Linked DNA regions of Zea mays: all the other regions are linked to region 1. Evidence: chromatin contacts called from public Hi-C data. All regions are on one chromosome and are shown on one strand. Each heading gives the region's core, a stretch centred on a gene start, on an enhancer-like site or on the middle of the called end of the contact. The rest is flanking DNA. Distances are from core to core; before and after follow the strand shown. Region 1 holds the start of LOC100217271 (UDP-N-acetylglucosamine transferase subunit alg13). Region 2 holds the start of LOC100280685. Region 3 holds the start of LOC103629579.

Region 1 (4,004 bases), core at 1,172-3,671:
ATGTGTAGCGGCCTGCGCGGCTAAGCATCAGTATTATATATATTATTGTTCTGCATGCGAGTGTATGTGTGAAGCAAGTAATCGCCACTAGATTGTATTCCCAGGCTTATTAGTGTGGCAACAAAACAAAGTAGCTGGTGAAGGTTGCTGTTTTCATGCCAAGCAGATGCTTTTCTGCTGCATACATATCTGTCTGTGCATGCATGCTAGCTGATGAACTAGCTACCATATATATATAGGCCGGCCAGATCGATCGAGCCAGTTCATCAAGCAGTACATGCTATCTATCAAATATTCTCTCCATTTAAAAAAGAGATTTTGTTTTTACAATAATCAGTGATGACTGAGAGTGCTGCAAAACTTTAAAAGCTATCAAATCATAAATATTCTCTTCGTTCTTAGACGAACCTTGATTTTAGCATAAATTCTCGTGGTCAAACTGTGACGGCCCCTTAAACAGAAAATGTGTTAAGATTATGTCCTCATATGGCATCGGTAAGTTTCCTTGTATAATACTTAGCATAGCATCCCTCTCTCTGCTTTAAATTGTACGATGTCTTATTAGCTTTAATTTTCTAGTCACACATAGTATCTGTTATACATCTAGACATGGCGTCGTGTAACCATGTATGTGTGTGTCTAGAGACGATATATCAAAAACTGTATACGAAGAAAAATTAAAATAACTCGTATTTATTTTGAAATGGAGAGAATAACCATATACGAAGGATGCACCATTATTTTCACTTTGATGGACTTGATAACGAGTTAAAGGCATCATGCTGCACTATGTGGCGCAATGTCTTCTGCACATTGTGATCTGATCAGTCTTTTTAGCTAAGGATTCAGCTATCTGCCTTGGTCTGTTGGTCACACCTTTACTTGTCGTGGGTTGCTGGGCGCTATCTCTTATTATCCTTCAGTTTTATAATATATACTTGTTCGTACACCGACTATGCTCTTTGTGCATGGCACCATCGATCATGCATGGTGCGCGTGGATCGGGTCGCATGATCTCATCCATCTGCATCATGCATCTTCAGTTCAGAGTTCCGTATTCTCCAGAACAAGATTATGCATTAGAATTCAGACAGAGAAATAATGCCTCTCTCAGTTGTTGTGGCATTAATGATCTCTCGTCTTGCACTACGCTGACCACCAGCAGCGCAACCAAACTTGTTACCGCCGTTACTTAAGTGTGAATCACTACCGTTACTATTCACGTTACATTTGATGAACCAAACAACACTCTAGTGTTTAGAGCGCGACATTAAGCTCCACACTCATGCATGCTATGTGGTTTTCTCCCCCTTGCATTTTGGTGTGTTCATGTCTTCGGTTCTTTTTTTATGAAGCATAGCATAGACATAATATTCACAAATATAAGTGCAACCAATGCAAGCAAATCTTGTGTTTGATTCTATTGTCTCCAAGATGCTATCCGGCTATCCATGGATCATCGACAATTCGTTTGTTTTTTTATTAAAGGGAATGACTTGGAGAGGAATATGGCACAATTTCATCCAAATATGTGCATATTTTAAACAATAATGATTTCCAAATTAACATAGAGTAAGTACTAAGGTGTGGTTTGGTTCACATATTTATAACGTGGTGGGTAACTGATAACGTTAGATCATATTTATTTAGATCCTACCATTATCAGATACTATACTAGAAATTAATACTAGCCTATTCAAACTTGCTACCACTGATAATCGAACATGAATCATTACCATTGTCATTTACTTTATATTTGGTGAACCAAACGACACCTAAGTGCATCCTCAGTCTCCTATTTTATGTAAGATGCATATGCATTTCAAGGTTATTATATATACACTTTCGAAATCTTTGAGCAGCAATGATATAAAGGCCCCTTTTTAAAAAAGGAAAAGTAGAGGAATTTTGGAGGATTAGAATCATATAGGAAATTTTCCTATATAGCCCTTTGGAATAAAGGATTGAGTTCCTATAAAATTCTTATAGGATTGCTCATTGTAGTAAGATTTTGGAGGATTTCTAACAAGAGGTCCAACCTCTTGAAAACTTTCCTTTGTGTCTATCTCTCTCCTCTAATTCTTGTGTTCTTTATATGCTACATCCAAGCACTCTAATTGATGTTTTCCTGTATTTTTAATTCTTGTAGAATTGTAGTTGTCATACAGCTCTATTTCTACGTTCTAAAGTGGGCCTAAAGGAAGTTACTTGCTGTTATTCTACGTATTAGGTAGGGAGGCCCAGCCAACGATCTAAAGGAAGGGCGGATCCCGTGGGCCAAATCGTAGCATCAACTAATTTGATCGACCAATTCGGCCCGTAGGCTTTCTTTACGTTCAGATCCCGGGTTGCCCGGCTGCCCCCCCACATCAAAGACCAAACCGAAGCTGGCAAATGTACCAATCCTCCTCCTCCGATCACTGTTCTCCTTCCTCCTCTCCGCTCCGTTGCCGACGGCCCTGCGCCCCCGCCCCGGCTCCCCGCCGTGCCCTGCGCCTCCGCCGCGCCCTTACCTCCACACCTCAAATCTGGTGCCTTACTACTATTTATGTGGTGTTTCTACGATCCTTGTAGTTATGAAAGCTGCCTTTTGCTACTATTTTTTTTCCGCATAAGATCTGCTCCCATGTTCCTAGCTACCAGGAAATTAGTACATGGTTGGAACAAACAGCTTGGTCTGTTCTTCTACTGCATTTATTGTTACAAGTTTTACCTAACATTGCAGCATTATCTAATTTCCTGTTTTCTTTGCCTACAGCTTTGTAGCATAAGCTCGCTGCTTGTTAGGGTCGATGGCAGAGAGGGAGCATCGAACAGTATTTGTCACGGTGGGGACCACGTGCTTTGATGCCCTTGTCATGGCCGTAGATTCTCCGGAAGTGAAGAAGGCTTTACTGCAAAAAGGTTACAGTAATCTTCTCATTCAAATGGGCCGAGGAACATATGTTCCATCCAAGGTCAGTACGCTTGTACCTCTGTAGTAAACTAACAACTATTTAATTCCTGTCTACTAGTTTGCATTATGACAATCTGTACTCTTTCTTATAGGGATGTTCGTAACTGGTGATTTAAGTCATCCTAAATGAAAAGGCAAACTGAAAGCACAACATATATGTTTTTTTTGGCAAATGGATGTCATGCAAATTTATTTGCGCAAATTTACTCTTCCTGTCCAACTTGTTTCACCAGCTGCTTACTTTAATCGTGTTAACCATGCTTTCCCTTTTTAAATATTCATGTGGTACCTTAGTCCCCTGTTTCTAATTTTACAGTGAAGTTAATACTTAATAGTATTTATCTATTTGGGACTACAGGTCTCAGGAGATGCTACCCTTCAAGTTGACCATTTCACATTTTCACCAAGCATCGCTGACAATATGAGAACAGCTTCCTTAGTTATCAGCCATGCAGGTACGTATAGTGTTTCCAAATGGCGGAAAACATTGGAATATGTTCCATGGTGTTATATATTTTCCTGGCCAAATCTTGAAATTGCCAGCTTGAACTAAATGCGTCGGAGAATTCTTTTTCCAGTAATTGTATCTATGTTAGACCATAAAATGTGAAACGGCACACTTCCTTTTAGATTGTTCTTCTTTTTCTATTTTGGAATGATGAGATATATACCAGTTTATCGCATTCTTTGTAATCTTAGCTACTTTCACGCTGTCTCTGTCTCACTTCCTTATTCATCTGATCTGATGAAGTGACTGAGATTTGAGAACCTTTCATCCTTAGAGGGTGTTTGGTTTCTTTAGTCACACTCCTAAACTTTAGTCCCTAGAAATCATATCATATTTGGAAGACCTATTTTAGTTACCCCATTTGGTATTTTAGGAACTAAAAGTGACTAAAAGTTTAGGAGGTGGGAACTAAACATCCTCTTAATAGATGCAAGAGAACCAGTAAATGATTAAGGGGTTTAGTCCCTAAACTACCAAACAGTGTGACTTAAATAAGGCCTCTCAAATAGAAATTTTAGGAGGGTAACTAAAAAAACCAAA
Region 2 (3,807 bases), core at 58-2,557, 270 kb after region 1:
TCGACCGTTGGAGCTTCTGTCTTCTGGGCCACCGGACAGGTCCTGTAGACTGTCCGATGCGCCGTCTGGCGCGTGCTCTGACTTCTGCGCGCGCTGCCGCACGCTGTAGCGCATTTAATGTCTTCTGCAGACGACCGTTGGCGCGAAGTAGCTGTTGCTCCGCTGGCACACCGGACAGTCTGGTGCTACACCGGATAGTTCGGTGAATTATAGCGGAGCGGCTCCTAGAATTCCCGAAGGTGAGCAGTTCGGAGTTGAGTTCCCTGGTGCACCGGACACTGTTCGGTGGCACACCGGACATTCCAGTGCGCCAGACCAGGGCACACTTCGGTTGTCTTTTGCTCTCTTTGTTTGAACTCTTTCTTGGTCTTTTTATTGGTTTATTGTGAACCTTTGGCACCTGTAAAACTTATAGTCTAGAGCAAACTAGTTAGTTGAATTATTTGTGTTGGACAATTCAACCACCAAAATCAATTAGGAAAAGGTGTAAGCCTATTTCCCTTTCACAATGTATGAAAATGTGTTTGCAAGACTTGCATCTTTGATAAAGGTTGGAAAGTTGAAGGTTGTTGAGATTATATGATTGAATCAGGAATTGACAAGAAACTTCTTGTGCTTCTAGGCAATGGTTCTGAGATCTCATAGCACCACGCGATTACCATGCTAAAAGCATTCAGTGAACTTGGTGCTCCACTTCAAGGGTGTATGGGGCATATAGTGTTGCTTTATTTGCCTTGGCATGCTCGGATCATTTTGGAAAGATTTGTTTTATTTGACAGAAATGTATTGTAACCAGCAAAGCCCCAACAATTATTTGAGGTGATTCTTCATAATATCCTTCAGAGAGACAACAAAAATATTATTGAAACCATCCAATGTTTATTATCTCTTGCTGAAAGGACAAATGATACAAGAGTACAAGACCTACTTTTGGGAGCCTTATATTTGCGTTTTATGTAAAAAAATAAAGTGAAATTATGTATAAATGAGTATTCGAACTTTGTTGTTGGCTCCACGTTCACACTCACCTAATCAATAAAAAACATATATTTTGTGTTTTATTAAAACAAAATTTATTCTATGTCATATATAAAAATCGTAGCAATGAACATGACTAGTAGACTTTTATTCATCGGATAAATTTCAAAGTGTTATTCTATGCATGGTCTCATACTTAGTTTCATAGACTTTTATTCATTTGATAAAGACGCAATTATTGAATAAATCTTGAAGCTATGTCTCTTTCGCGTAATCGGGCTATAAATTGTATACTCCACGCCATTTTTTCCAGATCAAAAAAAGCTACAGCCACGGCCAAAGCAGAGCAGGAGCAGGCCGCGCGGAACGAGGGAAGCAGCAGGCCGCTAGACTAGGGAGCGGTCGCCGGCCTCGGCGGCGGAGGGATGGGGCGTGGGGGTGCGGTGATGGAGGACGGCGACAGGGAGGAGGGAAGCTATCCGACGCTGCTGCAGCGGTGGTCCTCGTCGGTGTGGGCCGTCAGCGGCAGCGGGCGCCTGCTGTGGGCGGGCAACGAGGCGTGGCGGGCGCACGTCGGGATGGCCCTCGTCCAGGTCGCCTACGGCGGCTACCACGTCCTCACCAAGTCCGTCCTCAACGTCGGCATGAACCAGATCGTCTTCTGCGTCTACCGCGACCTCGTCGCGCTCGCGCTCCTCGCGCCCATCGCCTTCTTTCGCGAGAGGTCTCCCCGCACGTCCTCCTCATCCAATCCCTTTCCGCTTCGCGCACCACACACCACCGAATTTCACTTCAATCTCCTTTGCTTGCCCAGCAGCAACCTGCTGGGGGAGGAGGGGGGGAAGGCATCTCTTTAGCTTCTTCCCTACTAGTACTAGTGCAGTGTATCTCTCTCACTCACCCATCCCAGGGGATTCCGATTCGTCCCGTAAATTCGGAATCCATTCCGTCCTTGCAGAAACGTGCGGCGCCCGGTGACTCCTCGCCTCCTCGCGTCCTTCGCTCTCCTCGGATTCACTGGGTGATTTTTCCAGCCATCTTTCACTTTTTTTTTTGGTTCCTAATCTTTCACTGTGTAAATCTACATATAGTTTCCATCACCACTAACCCTTGCTGGAGGAACTAATGAAACGGCTTTCTCCTCCTACCTTGCCTGCCGCAGGATCTTCGGGAACCAGCTCCTCTTCCTCCTGGGCCTCGGCTTCACCAACGCCTCCTACGCCGCGGCGTTCCAGCCGGCCATACCGGTGTTCACGTTCCTCCTGGCCGCAATCGTCGGGTAACACTCGGAACCTTCCTTCTCTCGTCTGACAGCCCGAGTCCTTCCTGACATGGACCGACGCCGCCGCCGCCGCAATAAATTCCACACATTTTCCCATCCAATTCCAGCGTCGAGGTGATCAACATCTTCACGAAACACGGGGTCGTCAAAGTCCTCGGCACAGCCGTGTGCGTCTCTGGCGCCGTCCTGATGGTCTTCTACCGAGGCCCATCTCTGATCGGGACCGGAGGCGCGGCCGATGCAACTGCCCTGTCAGTGGTTATTGACCACAGCCATGCCTATAACTATGCTCCTCAGTGGCTGGCCGCGGCCATGCTCCGGAACGGCGTGGAGGCATGGCATCTCGGCGTCGTCTGCCTCATCGGAAACTGCTTCCTGATGGGCGCTTACCTCGTCATCCAGGTGACGCAGACTTGGTGACGCAGACTTGGCAGCACTGGGGTTGGATATATATTTATTGAAATTTCCTTTCTGTTACTGATGGATTGGTGGATGCTTACTACTGTAATCGTATTTTAATATCTACGATGTTCACGCCTGATGCAACAAAATCGCCGTCCTTTTCCTGACGCGACAACCTGCAGGCCCCGGTGCTGATCAAATACCCCGCGAGCTTATCCCTGACCGCCTACTCCTACTCCTTCGCAACCTTGTTCATGGTGGTCACCGGCGCGTTCGCCACCAGTGGGCTCCACGAGTGGGCGCTGACAGCGACCGAGATCTTAGCCATCTTGTACGCTGTAAGTTTCTGAGTTTGATATTAGATTACATTTCGAAATCTCCCTGGTTGTGTAACCTTGCTTCTACCTACCTGCCTGACAGGGAGTCGTTGCGTCCTGCCTGAACTACGCGATCATGACCTGGGCGAACAAGATCCTCGGGCCGTCTCTGGTCGCCCTCTACAACCCACTCCAACCGGCATGCTCTACCTTGCTCTCGACCATGTTTCTTGGAACTCCAATTTACGTTGGAAGGTTCGGCCCTAGTCCCAACTGTATTTTTTATCCTCTAAATTCTGAGCTTGTTGACACCTGTATTTTTACTCGTTTCAGTGTGATTGGGGGACTCTTCATCATCGCTGGCCTTTACCTGGTCACTTGGGCTCGCTACAAAGAGGCTCAGAGCGCTCTGGTAGCCGGTTATCTGCGACCTCTTCTTCTGCCGACCACCAAGGCAGAAGGAAGCTCCTTCAGGGGGCTCCATTGATCCTTTTACACCCCAGGCAGAGAGGCAGATGGATTTTTGCCTCAAGTGTTTCTCTAGGCCAGCGGCGTCAGCAGATTTAGTTTTCATGTCTTTGTTGTATACCAATCTTGCATATATTTGGTTTGTACTTTGCACGGCAGTTTACACGGTAGAGATGGCCAGTACTAGTACCATTTTTTCAAGCATTCAAGCAAGGTTCCATTGTCAGGGAAGAACGGCAGGGCACTGAAGAAAATATCGTATCCTGAACATTGTATTCTGGTGTCCCAATCGGCATTTTTGAAGATGCCCTTTTGGTTGTCCTTTCGACTTCAACACTTGTGTCTGTAAGGCTAGCTGCA
Region 3 (3,636 bases), core at 998-3,497, 450 kb after region 1:
TCTAAATAGCAGTAAGCATGATGTGGATGTACCAATTAATTCTTCATTAATCCAATGCAGACCACATCATTTTTAGCACTATAATTAATTCAACATCTTGCAGAACACGACTTCCAGAAACAAATGAAGAGAACAGAACCTAATCCAATCCAACCGCACATCCACCCATAATCCAATTACACAGCAATCCAATCCAATCCATTACCCAATTACACAGCCACCCATTACCCATAATCTAGTCAAATCTGATCGATTGATCCAGCGCACACATGAACCCAATGAGAAGAATGAAGGGAAGCATCAGGTACCTTGCTGCCAGGAATGCCGTCAGGGAGAATAGCAGATGGGGTTGCAGACGAGGGTGCCTCTCGGTCGTCGATGTTCCGCGCGGCCGCTCGCCCTTCTCTATCTTCCGCCGCCAACAACCGCGAGATGGTGAGCGAAGCTCCCAACAACCGCGGACGTGAGGCGCTCGCCCGAATCATCCCGGATATCGCTCCCGTCTCTCTGCCTCGCATGAACTTGTGTATCTGGATCAGGGCGGTTGAGGGAGAGAGAAGGGGGAGATAGAGGCGTGAGCATGAGCGCGCTCGTCGGCGTTCCCGTATCCACCATGCGCGCTCGTCGGCGTTCCCGTATCCACCATGCGCGCTCGGGTAACCAGATCGGGGCGGTTGAGGGAGAGGGGTGAGAGAGATGGTGGCGTGGGGAGGAGAGCGCTAGGAAGGGTTTCAGACGATGGATGGGAGTGCCGTCGGTGGAGTATGGGCCGCCCCAAACCGGCTGGAGTATGGGCCGCACCAAAAATTCAGCCCAGAACGCCTGCACTATTGTTGTATTGTCTTGCAAAAAAACTTAGTACCATACTGTCTAGTAAAGGAGACATAGAGCAGCTTATAAGCGTTGGCTCGGACTCAACAATAAGAACTCTAATGTTGAACTATATTGTGTTTGATAGCTGAATGGTCAGTTTAAATAAACTCGTGCGGACGTGAAATTTTTTGCTGGATAATGACCCACATGCAGGAGGCGAGGCGTGTAGATGGCAGAACCAGGGCAGGGCAGAACACATCCGTGGCAGAACATGTCAGAGGCAGACTACTATTGCTTACTTAATAAGTAGTAGAGATTCCTCAGCAGAAAACATCTTTTATAGGAGTATTTATGAACTGTTATAATGAAATAATAGATGGTTCTTCAAAATTTCAAAATATAAAGAAGAAACTTTACTCTAAGGACTGATCTAATTACCAAGAAATCGGAGAGGGTCTATGAGAAGGAATTCTTTTATTATTTAAAATTTAATAGCAGATAATTACTTCTCTATGCATCATATCTAATTTTTTGGTTACCTCGTCCATGATGTAGCAAGAGTGAAGAAGAGACTTCCGTTATCTTACACGTGAAAGTACGGGATAGCTTTACAACAATTTTTTTACTCAGGCCGTGATCTCTACTTGATTAAAAAGTGGCGTCAAATTGAAAAGGTTAGATACCGTTTAGTCTGAGGAATTAAAGATTAGTCTCCTTATTTTAGTTTTATTTAGTCTTTAAATTATTAAATGATGAGATTAAAACAGGGACTAAACTGTTTTAGTCTCTAGTCCCTCATTGAATGACTAAAAAGGATTAAATCTTATTAATTTTACCTTTTACCTATCATTTATTTCGGTTACACTAATTGCCGTATAATGCTAAGAGAAATTTTGGTTTTCTTATGTTTATCAAACAAGGTAAAGAATAAACTTTAGTTCCTAGACAAAGAAACCAAACAGTCCCTTAGTTCAATTAAAAATACAGAAATCCACGAAATGCTGCAATTATATCCCCGTTGTAGCTATCCAATTTCTGCGATTACATTTTCTAAATATAGACTAGTTTGGCTAACTGGAGTGTGGCTAACTGCCTACGGCTATGTTTGGCGTCCAGCTCGCTACCTCCATCCAGCTTCTCGCACTCGAACAGATACGGCACGTTGTCCTCTGCGTTCTCTTTGGTATCATTCATCTCGATGATATGGATCATCTTCTCACAGATCGACGATCGAACTGGTCCTTCCGACACGTCATATTCCGAGCCTAGCCCAAGAAGCCCGATGCATTCGTCTTGGAACTCTTCATTGGTGGACGACCAGATTAGCCCAGCGATTGATTCTGCAAGGTCAGGAACATATTCACGCGATCAGGGCGATCAGATATCTGATCATCCGATTAGTCGGCGATTAATCGCGCCTAATCGTCCGATTAGGAACTATCAGCCTGGTTGGCTGGATTGAAATTTCGGCCCAGTGGCCCACTTCACTTACCCAGCGGCCCAGTCCAGGTTCCTTTTTCCCAATTCCCACCACGTGAGCAGAAGCAGCACAACCAAGAGCCAACAGAGCAACGCCCAGGCACAAACGACACGAACCAGGCAACCAGCTGCCGAGGGAGGAACCCTAGCGGAACAGGTGACGGCGGCGCGCTACCGGTGACGGGGGATACGGCGGCATCGTCCCCCTCGGCCCCTCCTCCATCCCCGGCGCGGCGGCGCCAGCAGCCGGCCTGCAGGTACGGTCTCCAGAATCCAGATTCAGAGCTTAGCTTGTCCCTGTTTTCTGGTGTGCTCTGTTGTACCGTAGCATGTAGTTATGGGCGTATGGCTGTTGGCCTGTTGCTGCCCATGTCCATGTTTGTTGGTTTTCAGTTTTACTTAGATGCTGAAAGCCTGAAACCTTCCAGTGATTATTTGCTTCATGTTGTAGTATGGCTGTTGGCCTGTTGCTGCCCATGTCCATGGGCGTATCACGTATGGCTGTTTGCCTTGTTGAAAGCCTGAACCTGAAGCCTACATAAAAAAAAGCACTGTCAATTCTACTGGATTAGTTTTTTTAGCGGAAAAGCATGTGAGTCAAAGATGCAACAACTAAAGGCTGAAGGGATTAAGGATAGGTAAAATCTGAGATCACATTAGAGTAGACAATGAGACATTGAACCTGCAAAGGAGCATTGAAAATTAAAGTGTGTGAAATACTACACTTCGGACTTAAGGAAAGATAACAGTTCAGTTATACTTACTGCTGCTTTTATCACTTGTATCTGCATAGATTAAGAGAAAAAAAAATCAACTCAGTCAATATTGGAGCCAACAACACAAAAAGGACATACTTAATTGTGCAAAATTGACACTTAATTCTACTGTATTTGCCAATAAATTCTACAGATCTCTACCATAAGATCATTATTAGGATTCTAATACTGATATGTTGAGAAATCATATGTTGATATAATTCTCATTGATTCCATGTGTCTGGAGACAGTTGCTCATTGATTAAACATTAAAGATTAAAAAGGTTAAAACTAAATTAGTTCATATAAAGCATTGTTCCTGGGTAGATGGAATGAAGGATAAGATATGTACAAACAGTTATAACTAGGATTTAACATGGGTTTAAAAACATATTGCGTGGCATATCTATTTGGAAGCTAAAGGGAGAGAACACTCATGGTGCCAGTTTATCTTGATGGTATCATCACTCATTTTAATCAACTTAAAATTCTCTAGATTCACCAATTATTTTTGGAGTGCCAATTTAGACACAATAAGGACCAGTACCTTTTCTTCTAGGTGAAAGATGATGGTAACAGATTATTTCGC

The links. Hi-C and Micro-C count contacts between places; a contact is called where the count stands out from the background.
Region 2: a contact with region 1 is called in a Hi-C map of tassel, with 4 times the contacts expected there. The contact joins the promoter of LOC100280685 here to the promoter of LOC100217271 in region 1. A contact is called at or near these places in 4 of 25 Hi-C or Micro-C datasets (bundle sheath, ear, leaf and 1 more).
Region 3: a contact with region 1 is called in a Hi-C map of bundle sheath, with 2.1 times the contacts expected there. The contact joins the promoter of LOC103629579 here to the promoter of LOC100217271 in region 1. A contact is called at or near these places in 4 of 25 Hi-C or Micro-C datasets (bundle sheath, ear, leaf and 1 more).

The regions. Positions count from the first base shown.
Region 1 is chr6:94,926,729-94,930,732 of Zm-B73-REFERENCE-NAM-5.0, forward strand. LOC100217271 (UDP-N-acetylglucosamine transferase subunit alg13) reads left to right here and starts at 2,422. Exons shown (of 4, transcript NM_001143623.2): 1 at 2,422-2,531; 2 at 2,759-2,957; 3 at 3,315-3,411. The coding sequence starts at 2,793.
Region 2 is chr6:95,202,712-95,206,518 of Zm-B73-REFERENCE-NAM-5.0, forward strand. LOC100280685 reads left to right here and starts at 1,308. Exons shown (of 8, transcript NM_001153604.2): 1 at 1,308-1,702; 2 at 1,937-1,999; 3 at 2,141-2,257; 4 at 2,368-2,662; 5 at 2,845-3,000; 6 at 3,083-3,234; 7 at 3,313-3,807. The coding sequence starts at 1,404. The coding sequence ends at 3,466. It also overlaps the pseudogene LOC103631194.
Region 3 is chr6:95,372,060-95,375,695 of Zm-B73-REFERENCE-NAM-5.0, forward strand. It overlaps LOC103629579, which reads left to right and starts at 2,248. Exons shown (of 4, transcript XM_008650656.2): 1 at 2,248-2,549. It overlaps LOC103629577 (a long non-coding RNA gene), which reads right to left and starts at 665. Exons shown (of 4, transcript XR_002748633.1): 1 at 309-665.